Linked DNA regions of Zea mays: region 1 is linked to region 2. Evidence: chromatin contacts called from public Hi-C data. All regions are on one chromosome and are shown on one strand. The core of a region is the stretch at or near the end of the contact, and the rest is flanking DNA. Distances in the headings are between cores, read along the strand shown. Region 1 holds the start of LOC100273992 (lysine and histidine specific transporter). Region 2 holds the start of LOC100383948.

Region 1 (4,898 bases), core at 522-3,021, 270 kb before region 2:
TGTTCAAGTATTTTGGGACAGAGGGAGTATCATATGGATAGGAGAAGGTATATTTACTCTTTAAGGACTTCAGTTGCTGCACGTTGCATTTGCGTTAGGAATCCAGTGATTTTGTCAGTGACAAGATAATCAGCCATTGCAAGAAAGCTCCTGTGTCCATTTTCACTAAAGGTGTCAGATTCTGCCTACAAAAGAAGTGAGACATTCCCATGTCAGGAAGCAGCTTGAACCCAAAACAAGTCGGTGTTCTAACATAATTTCAATTATCTAACCATCTAGAGTGCTTGAAAGCCACCCATACGAAAGTACTTGAGCATAGAATGTGGAGGCTGGAGCATAGATGTACCTGTAACTGTGGACCATTTGTACCTTGGGCAAAATCTAAGTAGAGATGCCTGCCTAATATGGTGACCTGAACTCTAACATACAAGCTAAGCAATGTCATTGCCCACATTGAAGAAACTATCTTTGCGAAACCTAAGAAATCAGAGAAAAGCCACAAAAAACAATAACAACGTTAGAAATGCATATTTATGACTAGACAATGAATAGACCCAGCAAGTCATGCATAGCGTATATATATATAAGATAAGAAGTACCATACTCTTAATTTTAATCTCCTCCCAGGTTTCGTACTTCTCCTTTGGTGTCAGTGCACTTGAGTCTACCTTTGCTTGCCGTAGTTTGTCAGTCAATTTTGAAATATCCAGTTGGCTTGTTATCTTATCACTGAGATGATGCATAGCCAAAGGCAATGTGGTAGTGTCGCAAATCCTCTTCACCTTCTCAAAGTGTGCCTGGAGCCTACAACAAAATGGAAGCATGCAAGCTTTACTAAATTTAGCACTTGCTTATTCTGAAACAGGTACAGTTTCCACGATTAATACCAGTACAACAGAACAAATAAGAAGAGGAGTCGATGTTTCTCAAGCAAATATTTGCCCTGTAATGGTGCCAGCTATGACCACTGAAATCCAGGAGCAACATGTACAACACGAATGATCCAGATAAGGTAGGTCGAGAATCTCTCCTAGCTGGTTTACCATAATAATAAAGGATGCAACCATATTAGCTTTATATATACTAATAAAACAACAGCGAAGTTAGCATCGTTCTGGTCCAATTTAGCTGCAAACTGAATAAACGATGAACCCAATCGAGCGCAGCTGAGACACTAGACAGATCGACGTGCAGCCTGAGCTTTGTGAATTGGGGGCGAATCCCCCCCCCCCCCCCCCCCCCCCCCCCCCCGGGATAGAGTAGAACAATGGAGAACAGGAGCACGCAGCACCAAGGCAATGCAAGGAGTAGCGGTAGAGAGAAACCCAAGTAATCCAGCCTCGGGTGGAGGAGGAGGAGGGGGGCGCTAAATTCGTACTGGTTCTTAACGAAGTCGTCGGCGGCCTGCTCCTCCATGGCGCGCAGCTGCTCGACCCGCACGACCTGGGCGCGTCGCGCGTCGTAGAAGTGGTAGGCGGCGTATCCCACTCCGGCGACGCCCAGGGAGACGAGGATCTTCCGGCGGTGCCGCGCCCAGAACCCCCTGCACGCACGCCACGCATAAGGGGACGCCGTCAGCCAATCCGCCGAACGCCTTGCTGGTACGCCGCGGGCGAGCAATCATTCACCTTGCCGAAGCCAGCATGGAGGCGGGGATTGAGATCGCGCGGGCGAATCCGGCGACGGCAAGGCGGGGCTGGTCTGCCTGGCCTGCGGTGCTCGGGATCAAGAAGGCATGGAGGAGGGGCGTTGAGAGTCGAGACTAGTCTGCTTGTACAATTGCGGTGTAGACTTCTATACTATACTCCTGTTAGATTTATCTATACTACTCTGTTAAAAACTAATATGGGCACCTACTGCCACTACTTCATCCCCACACTCAACATAGTCAAAAAAAAAATAGTGTAAAGCAATCACTCAAGCCCATACTCTTTAGTCTATAAATTTGAGGCTAACCACCAGAATACATATCTTACTGTTTAGAAATAAACAATAATTATATTTGTAGTCTAGGCGTCGTGTATATATATATATATATATATATATATATATATATATATATATATATATATATATATATATATATATATATATATATATATATATATATATATATATATATATATATATATATATATATATATATATATATATATATATATATATATATATATATATATATATATATATACTGTATTTATATATTATACCTGGGTGCATTCAATATAGAGAATGCACCCAGGCCAAACCTATGTGCCAGGTCCGAGCCAACCGTCCCACCCAGGCCGGTTTCGTCCCTCTCGCACGCTCCGGACAGAACCTTTTCATTTTCCCGCCCCCGCCCCTCTTTCTCCGTGAACGGCTCCTCCGCGAACGGCTCAACCTCTTCACATAAGTTGCAATCACACCAGACTTACAGTTGCAATTATGCCAGACAGCAGTTGCAATCATTGTTTTGTTTAACAGATTTTTGGACATAGTTATATAGAAGTTGCAATCACACCAGACTAGCAGTTGCAATTACACCAGACACAGTTGCAATCATTATTTTGTTTAACAGATTTTTGGACATAGTTATATAGGAGTTGCAATCACACCAGACCAGCAGTTGCAATTACACCAGACAGCAGTTGCAATCATTGTTTGTTTAACAGATTTTTGGACATAGTTATATAGAAGTTGCAATCACACCAGATCAGAAGTTGCAATTACACCAGACAGCGGTTGCAATTATTGTTTGTTTAACATATTTTTGGACATAGTTATATAGAAGTTGCAATCACAACAGACCCACAGTTGTAATTACACCAGACCAGTAGTTGCAATCTTGTTTGTTTAACAGATTTTTGGACATAGTTATATAGAAGTTGCAATCACACCAGACAAGCAGTTGCAATTACACCAGACCAGCAGTTGCAATCATATTTTTTAACAAAATTTCTCAGAGTTATTCAGTACTTGCAATCACATAAGAGCAACTCAGCAGTTGCATCCACACTACACCAGCAGTTGCAATTACAACACACCATCGGTTGCAATCATTTTGTTTACATTTTTTAACAGATATTTGAGTAAAATTATACAACAGTTGCAATCACACATAATGCGGGCTTGCAATCCCACCTAATGCGGGGGACAGGGAGGCACGCAGACAGAGAGGCACGCGGCGGCGCGGGGACAGGGAGGCGCGCGGCGGCGCGAGGACAGGGAGGCGCTCGACGGCGGTGGGATCTAGGTTTAGAGGATCGGAGGAAGAAGGAGGAGACGGCGGCGGCGCGGGGATAGGGATGCGCGCGGCGGCGGCGGGGGTGGGGAGGCGCGCGAAACATGACTTACGCCTGGGTGCATTCAATATAGAGAATGCACCCAGGTGCATTTTAGCAGCGCCGTATATATATATATATATATATATATATATATATATATATATATATATATATATAGGGACGAACTAATGGAAGCCCAGGGCTTCCATTAGTATCGGGACGCCCCAGCCAATTAGACGGAATCGGTCAGAGCGCAGGTTTGTTCGGCGGTTTATGGTCTGGTCGAACCACAGCGTAAATCATAAGACAAGAGATCGTAAACCCTTGTGTATTTTAGCGTAAAATGATATACGCGATAAAATCGCGAACGATAACCGAAGCCTCCCGAAAATATCGCACAGCATGCACGTAAGCAGAAACGCGAGGCATAAATATGTACATACAATTGCGTAACTGGTTGCATATACTTCAGTAAATATAAATCTGTTTCAACAAACCGCGATAAATTCTCTCGAGTTGTTATCACCAGTCCGACAATATCTCCTGGCATGCAGGAACAAACTTTATAGTACGTAATTGACCGAACTAAATAGCGTAAACAGTGTACACGAGATTGGTTAGCTCAGGGCATATAAAAAGGAACGTGGCGGCTGATTGTATTGCATTGTTTACAATGGATGACGACAGAGAAGAAGAAGCAGGCGATGATAATTCCGCGTCATTGCACAGAGCTGCACCAGGTACATTTGCAATTGAATTATTACTTCAATTCATAAAATAATTAGACAAATATGATGGCCGGCTTGCAGACACATGCAGTGGTCTACCAGCAGCGCCCACATCAAGAATTATATCTCCAAACTGTGGTGCGAGTCCACGGATAAATATAGTAACACCACCTGCAGAATTACGAGCGCCAGGGGTCAATGATGGCAATACAACAGTAATTGAAACAATGGTAGCAGCAAATCAAATGGTGCCTATGAGGACCATTAGTGATCATGAACAAGATACACCTAATATCCTCCGAAGTCATGTAAGTTATTTATCTTTGGTTATGTCAATTATACAATTTAAATAACATTAAGACTGTAACTAATATAAAATTAATTGTATTTATGATTATGTTAATTCACAGCCTGAAAGTATTGATCTAACCATGGTGCCTAGGATCGGTATGACATTTGGAAGTGTCGATGAGGCATACAATTTTTACAGTCGTTACGCATATGAGGTTGGTTTTCCACTTAAAAAGTATAGGGAGAGAAAGAACTGTAAGTGGTTAAATTGTTCAATGGAGGGTAGAAATACAGAAAGGTTAGCTAGTAATCCTAGAATCCGTAATACATCATCGAGGAGAACACAATGCAAGGCTGGTTTGAAACTAAAAAAATCTATGATGACTCAAAAGAAAATATTGTAGCCGTAAGAATCGATCTGGTGCACTTAGAACATAATCATGAATTCATTAAGAAGGATACTGTAAAGAAACACCTACAATGCAACAAGACTCATGATCCTGAGTACATGGAGTTTCTCAGTTCAATGCAGCAAAGCAGAATCCCGCAACACTGTATCATGGATTTCGTGTCTGAGATGCATGGTGGTCCAGAAAACGTACCAATTACAGCA
Region 2 (4,926 bases), core at 2,098-4,597:
ACTGATAAGAGCCCAGCCGAGCAGAAACCCCATAAGCAGCACAAGATGATGGACGTGAACACTGATGAGGTGACCATGGTCTCCACCTTGGAGCAAGATGAGACACCAGGCAAGACTGTAGCCCCCGTACCGTCAGCAACTGCAGAAACCCGCAATTCAAGTTCGGACACAGTGATGAAAGGTGCTGAGGCTTCCTCGGTCGTTGAAGATGACGATGAAGTGCAGGCAGTTGACAAGATGAAAGAGGGGTAGGGTTTTTTTTTTCTGTCACCTTTTGTTATCTAGGTCAGTGCCTGTCTTAATTACCATGTAGCATCTTAATGGCCTCAGAAGCTTGTTTGAAGGCCTATGTGAGCCTTTGCCTTGCCTACACCTTTTTGTTTGGTCGATGATATGGTGAAATGGAACCTGGCTGGGATGGTTCTGTTTCTCCGAGGGACTTTTGTTATCTGTGGTCTTCCTTCTCCAGCGTGGGCAGAGGGGCGCCAGAGACTGCGGGTTTCGCTTCAGGATCTCAGGGTAAAATGTGTAGCTGTTCGATTGATTGTTTGCTTCACTCCATTGAGCGTTGTTCGTCAATAATAATTTATTGGAGTAGTCCTTGCTAGTTTGTTCAATGTTGTCAGCATGATTTGTCTTTTCTCGTCCCCTCAAAAAGTTTGGTCATCTTACACTTGTAAGGTCATGTTCTAAACCTTTAGAACTAATTGTTAGTCAGCTAATATATTGTTAGCTAGGTTAGAGCACCTAACAACTAATGATTATTATAGAGGTATAGTTAACAATTAGCTGGTCCAATAGTTGATCCGTTTTAAACATCTCGGCTAATTTCCATGACAACCGAGATCAATTTATTACCATATATTTGCATTATCTAACATATAGTCACGTTAATTCTGCATGTGCGCCACATTTGGCAATGACCGGCTCACAGTGCGTTGCTCTGTTTTTTGCTCTCTCTAATCCTAAGGCCATAAAAATGTCACCTTTTAAATCACAGTTGGTTTGGCAATAATTTAACAATACATTAAAGATATAAATAAACTGAATTCAATAACGAGATATCCAATACTTCATATTAGAGCTTTATTATGCGAATGCAAATGGTGCAATGCAATGCAGGACTTATCTTCTACTCACACATCCCAAAAGAAGGAAGTGAAGGCTGCATTCAAGTTACTTCTCAACGTGTGTTGTTATACCGATACTTATCGCATGAATTCGGCTTTGGCTACAGTTTATCCATATGCATTATTATCAACATGAGAATGCAAATGCAAGACTGCAATGCATCAATTTCATATAATTCATAACTTTGAAAGCAATTCCGCAAGTAGGAAAAATCATGCTTCAACATATAACTAAATTTAGATCACGTGGCTTGTGTGAGGCACATGGCGAAGAGTTACATGGCGATGACATTGTGGATGTCGAGCTCGACACGCTTCGTGCGCTGATACTGGACGGGGTTAGTGGAGAGTTACATGGCGCTGAAGTTATCACAATAGACAATGGTGCTCCGCATTAGCGGACTGTGCAACTCCTATAGAAATTGGCGAAGCCACGTCGCCTCACCGACGTCGTTAGCCACAACACAATACTCGGCCTCGGCGCTGGATCGGGAGATGACTGTCTGCCGCTTCGAAGACCAGGAAACATGACTATCGCCAAGGAACATGGTGAAGCCGGATGTGGATCGATGTGTGTCGGGACAACCGACCTAGTCAGCGTCGGTGTAGACGACGAGGTCGGTGGTCGCAGATCGTCGAAGAAGAAAGCTGAGGTCGGAGGTGCCCTGGACGTACCGCAGGATCCACTTCATAGAGGTGAGATGTGGCTCCCGCGGGGCATGCAAATGGAGGCACACCTGCTGAACGGCATAGGCGATGTTGTGGCGGGTGAAGACGAGGTAATGCAAGGCCCTAGCAAGACTCAGATAGCTGGTCGGATCAGCCACCAGAGGGCTGTCGACAGAGGAGACCTTGCCCTGAGTGTCCACCAGAGTCATGTAGGGCTTATAATCAGCCATGCCAGCACGCTCGAGGATGTCGATGATGTACTAGCGCTGGTGGAGGAACATACCCTAGGGCTGGTGCTCGATGGTGAACACCGGAAAGTGGTGCAGCCCACCAGGTCCTTCATTGTGAACTCCCGCTGGACGGAGAAGATGATGTGCCGCAGGAGGTCAGGGCAGGAGCCTGTGAGGACGATGTCGTCGACATAGAGGAGAAGGCGAAGGAAACAGCTGTGAGGACGATGTCGTCGACATAGAGGAGAAGGCGAAGGAAACAGTGATGCCTAAGAGGGGGGGTGGGGTGAATTAGGACTTCTAAAAACTTACTCTAAGCTAGGCCACAATTAAATCCCTAGAGCAAACCCTGTACAAATAAATAATAAAAAATGTGCAAACTAGATTTTGTCTAAGTATTGCTATCTCTACCGTAAAGCCTAAGTTTCAATCCTAAATAATCTAATTAGAATGGCTAGATTGAAACTTAAATCTCTACAAACTATTAAGACGATAGTGTAGACCGTCGCGATGCCCCCGCCTCCTCTCCGCGCTCGCACCCGCCCTGTTCCCCTCGCCCGCACAAACCACCCCATCTGTCCCATCCGCGAGCCGCGCACGGGTCATCTGCATGCCGCATCCGCCCCATCCTCTCGCCGTCTATCCCCTCCGCATGACCGCTGCCCCAGTCCATCCCCTCCTCGTCCAGCATCCGCTCCCTCTGCAGTCCCCCCTCCCTCCCACACGACCATGGCGTCCTGGTTGGTGCCCTTCCGGTCCTGCTGCGTGTGGAGGCTCGCCACCGCGCTAGCGCCTTTGCCGCACAACCTCTCGAGGACCCACGCGAGCTCATCCTCCGTCATCTCCCCCGCTCCTCCGGGCAGCTTCTTCCCACCTCCGCCGGCCGCGCCCTCCTGGCTCCCGTGGTGCCTCTTTCGCCACGCCGCTGGGCCATCGCCGGTGGCGGGGGCCTCGGAGGAGAGGCAGGAGCCCATGATGGCCAACGAGAGGGAAGCGACACGGTGGGGCACATGGTGGAGGTGGCGGTGGTAGCTGCCTGCCTGCCTGTCTGCAAACTGTTCTGATGATGCTCGAGATTTGTAGGTCTTGTGGAGTCATTTGTATCGTATGGTCTTGTTGCTTGGAGGTCCGTGCTTAAAAAATGGCATTTTGGTTTTTAATTAGGGTTTCAACTCATGTCTCTTGCTTCATGTGATGGGAAATGCTTGTTGTGCCATATGATGCAACCTTTCAGGATAAGATAATGTTGCTTAGACATAATTGAGAGCCTGTTGTTAACGTCGCACTGAAATATCAAACATCTCTTCTGTTTGCTAACAGATTGTGTGTCCTTACCGGTCTGTTCAGTTGAATAAGAGAATTTATATGGTCTTCATTTATGGATAAAGGCAATGGGGGCATCTGACCCATGATACCAGGCGTTTCGCTCATTCTGAAACAGAGTACACAAGAATAGACGTTAACATCAGTAGTGCCAGGTCTCAACTCAATGTTGTAATCAATTGCAGAAGGTTTCGAAACTCAATGTCGTACCTGCTTAAAATTGTTTTGATGTTGTTACTCGTGCGGAGAAAAGGATTTGTGTTCTCCACTGTCTACAAGAAAATCAGGCATGAAAACAATTATGATCAATTGGATTACTAAACTTATCATGTTTTTTTCTTCTAAAATACATGGAAGCTACTTTAGTCCATCAAACCAAAAAGAGCGACATGTTCCAACCAGTGATATAATAATCGACACATTTATTTCACATGATATCATCAGATATGAATGTTCTTGATGCAACAAATATCAAAACTAAACATCCAAAGGATAAGATTAAATCACGGTCCCCTGAAATGTTAAATGAAACTCAAAGTGGTGGACTTCGATGTGTTCATGGTTGTACACAGGTAGTGCAAAACGAAGCCAAAAGCACCTTTACAGCTTATATTACATGTCATCTAAGGCATCTACTCTTTGTTGATTAATTCTACAAATTTTCCATTTAGTTTCAATGTTTCATCCTGGATTCAACTAATAACAACTATAGCGGTAAGAGTATAATCTCCATTTCTGGTGGAATCATGAACAAAATAGTGATGTATTTTTAATAGATGGTAATTGTATGACTAACAACCATAATTAAATATGAATAAATTACAGTTACCATGTACCTTGTGGCTGACACTCAAGAGTATGAAAAGGGCAAGTGTAGACCATACATATGACATGTATAAATAAAAGCAGACCTTGAATGTTTCATTATTTGCAGAAATCTGGTTAAGCAACTGGTTATTTTCCTCCAGGAGACGCTGGGTTGCACTGTCGACAACATGAGCTGCTTCAGAATGCATCCACATGAGTATTATTAGAAGTAAGATCACCATCAGATATATGTATGTAGGTCCACAACAATGAGTTTTCTTTTACATTACTCATCATACTTTCACAGAATTAATAAATAGAAATGGACTTCGATGGAAGAAACCAGACCAACAATGTATAGAAAGATGCAGTTACAAAAGGAAAGTCCACTTTTTAATTTTCCATAAAGATAGATGAATCTTTATGAAAAATAAAAAAATACCTACATGCTATAAATATGCATTGCATCATTAATAAATCCCAAAATTTCTTACTGTGCCAACTTACTTGAATATTACACAGGAGGAAAAAATTGAATTTTACAAGGTTAAATAATTCGTATGTCGTAGCAATGCGCGGGCACGAGAATTTATGCATATGTTTTTTGCATTGAAAATATATTTTCTTCAAGTTTGCGATCGTGCTACATTTTTCTGCTTTTACTTCGACTATATATTAATGTGCCACCAAAAATATTGTGTTTCATCAACTTATGATGGAGTTCGCTCAATTTTTTCTTGAATATATTTTTTGTAGAACAAAATTGA

What was found. A called contact is a pair of places that touch in the nucleus more often than the background predicts.
Region 1: a contact with region 2 is called in a Hi-C map of leaf, with 5 times the contacts expected there. The contact joins the promoter of LOC100273992 here to the promoter of LOC100383948 in region 2. A contact is called at or near these places in 2 of 25 Hi-C or Micro-C datasets (ear and leaf) and 1 of 3 datasets of contacts at active chromatin or transcription factors (leaf).

What each region holds. Positions count from the first base shown.
Region 1 is chr2:179,456,871-179,461,768 of Zm-B73-REFERENCE-NAM-5.0, reverse strand. It overlaps LOC100273992 (lysine and histidine specific transporter), which reads right to left and starts at 1,771. Exons shown (of 7, transcript NM_001148378.3): 1 at 1,629-1,771; 2 at 1,379-1,543; 3 at 605-804; 4 at 347-477; 5 at 58-185. The coding sequence starts at 1,645.
Region 2 is chr2:179,191,676-179,196,601 of Zm-B73-REFERENCE-NAM-5.0, reverse strand. LOC100383948 reads right to left here and starts at 3,347. Exons shown (of 1, transcript NM_001176565.1): 1 at 2,586-3,347. The coding sequence starts at 3,003. The coding sequence ends at 2,632. LOC100279552 reads left to right here. Exons shown (of 7, transcript NM_001152549.2): 7 at 1-607. The coding sequence ends at 252.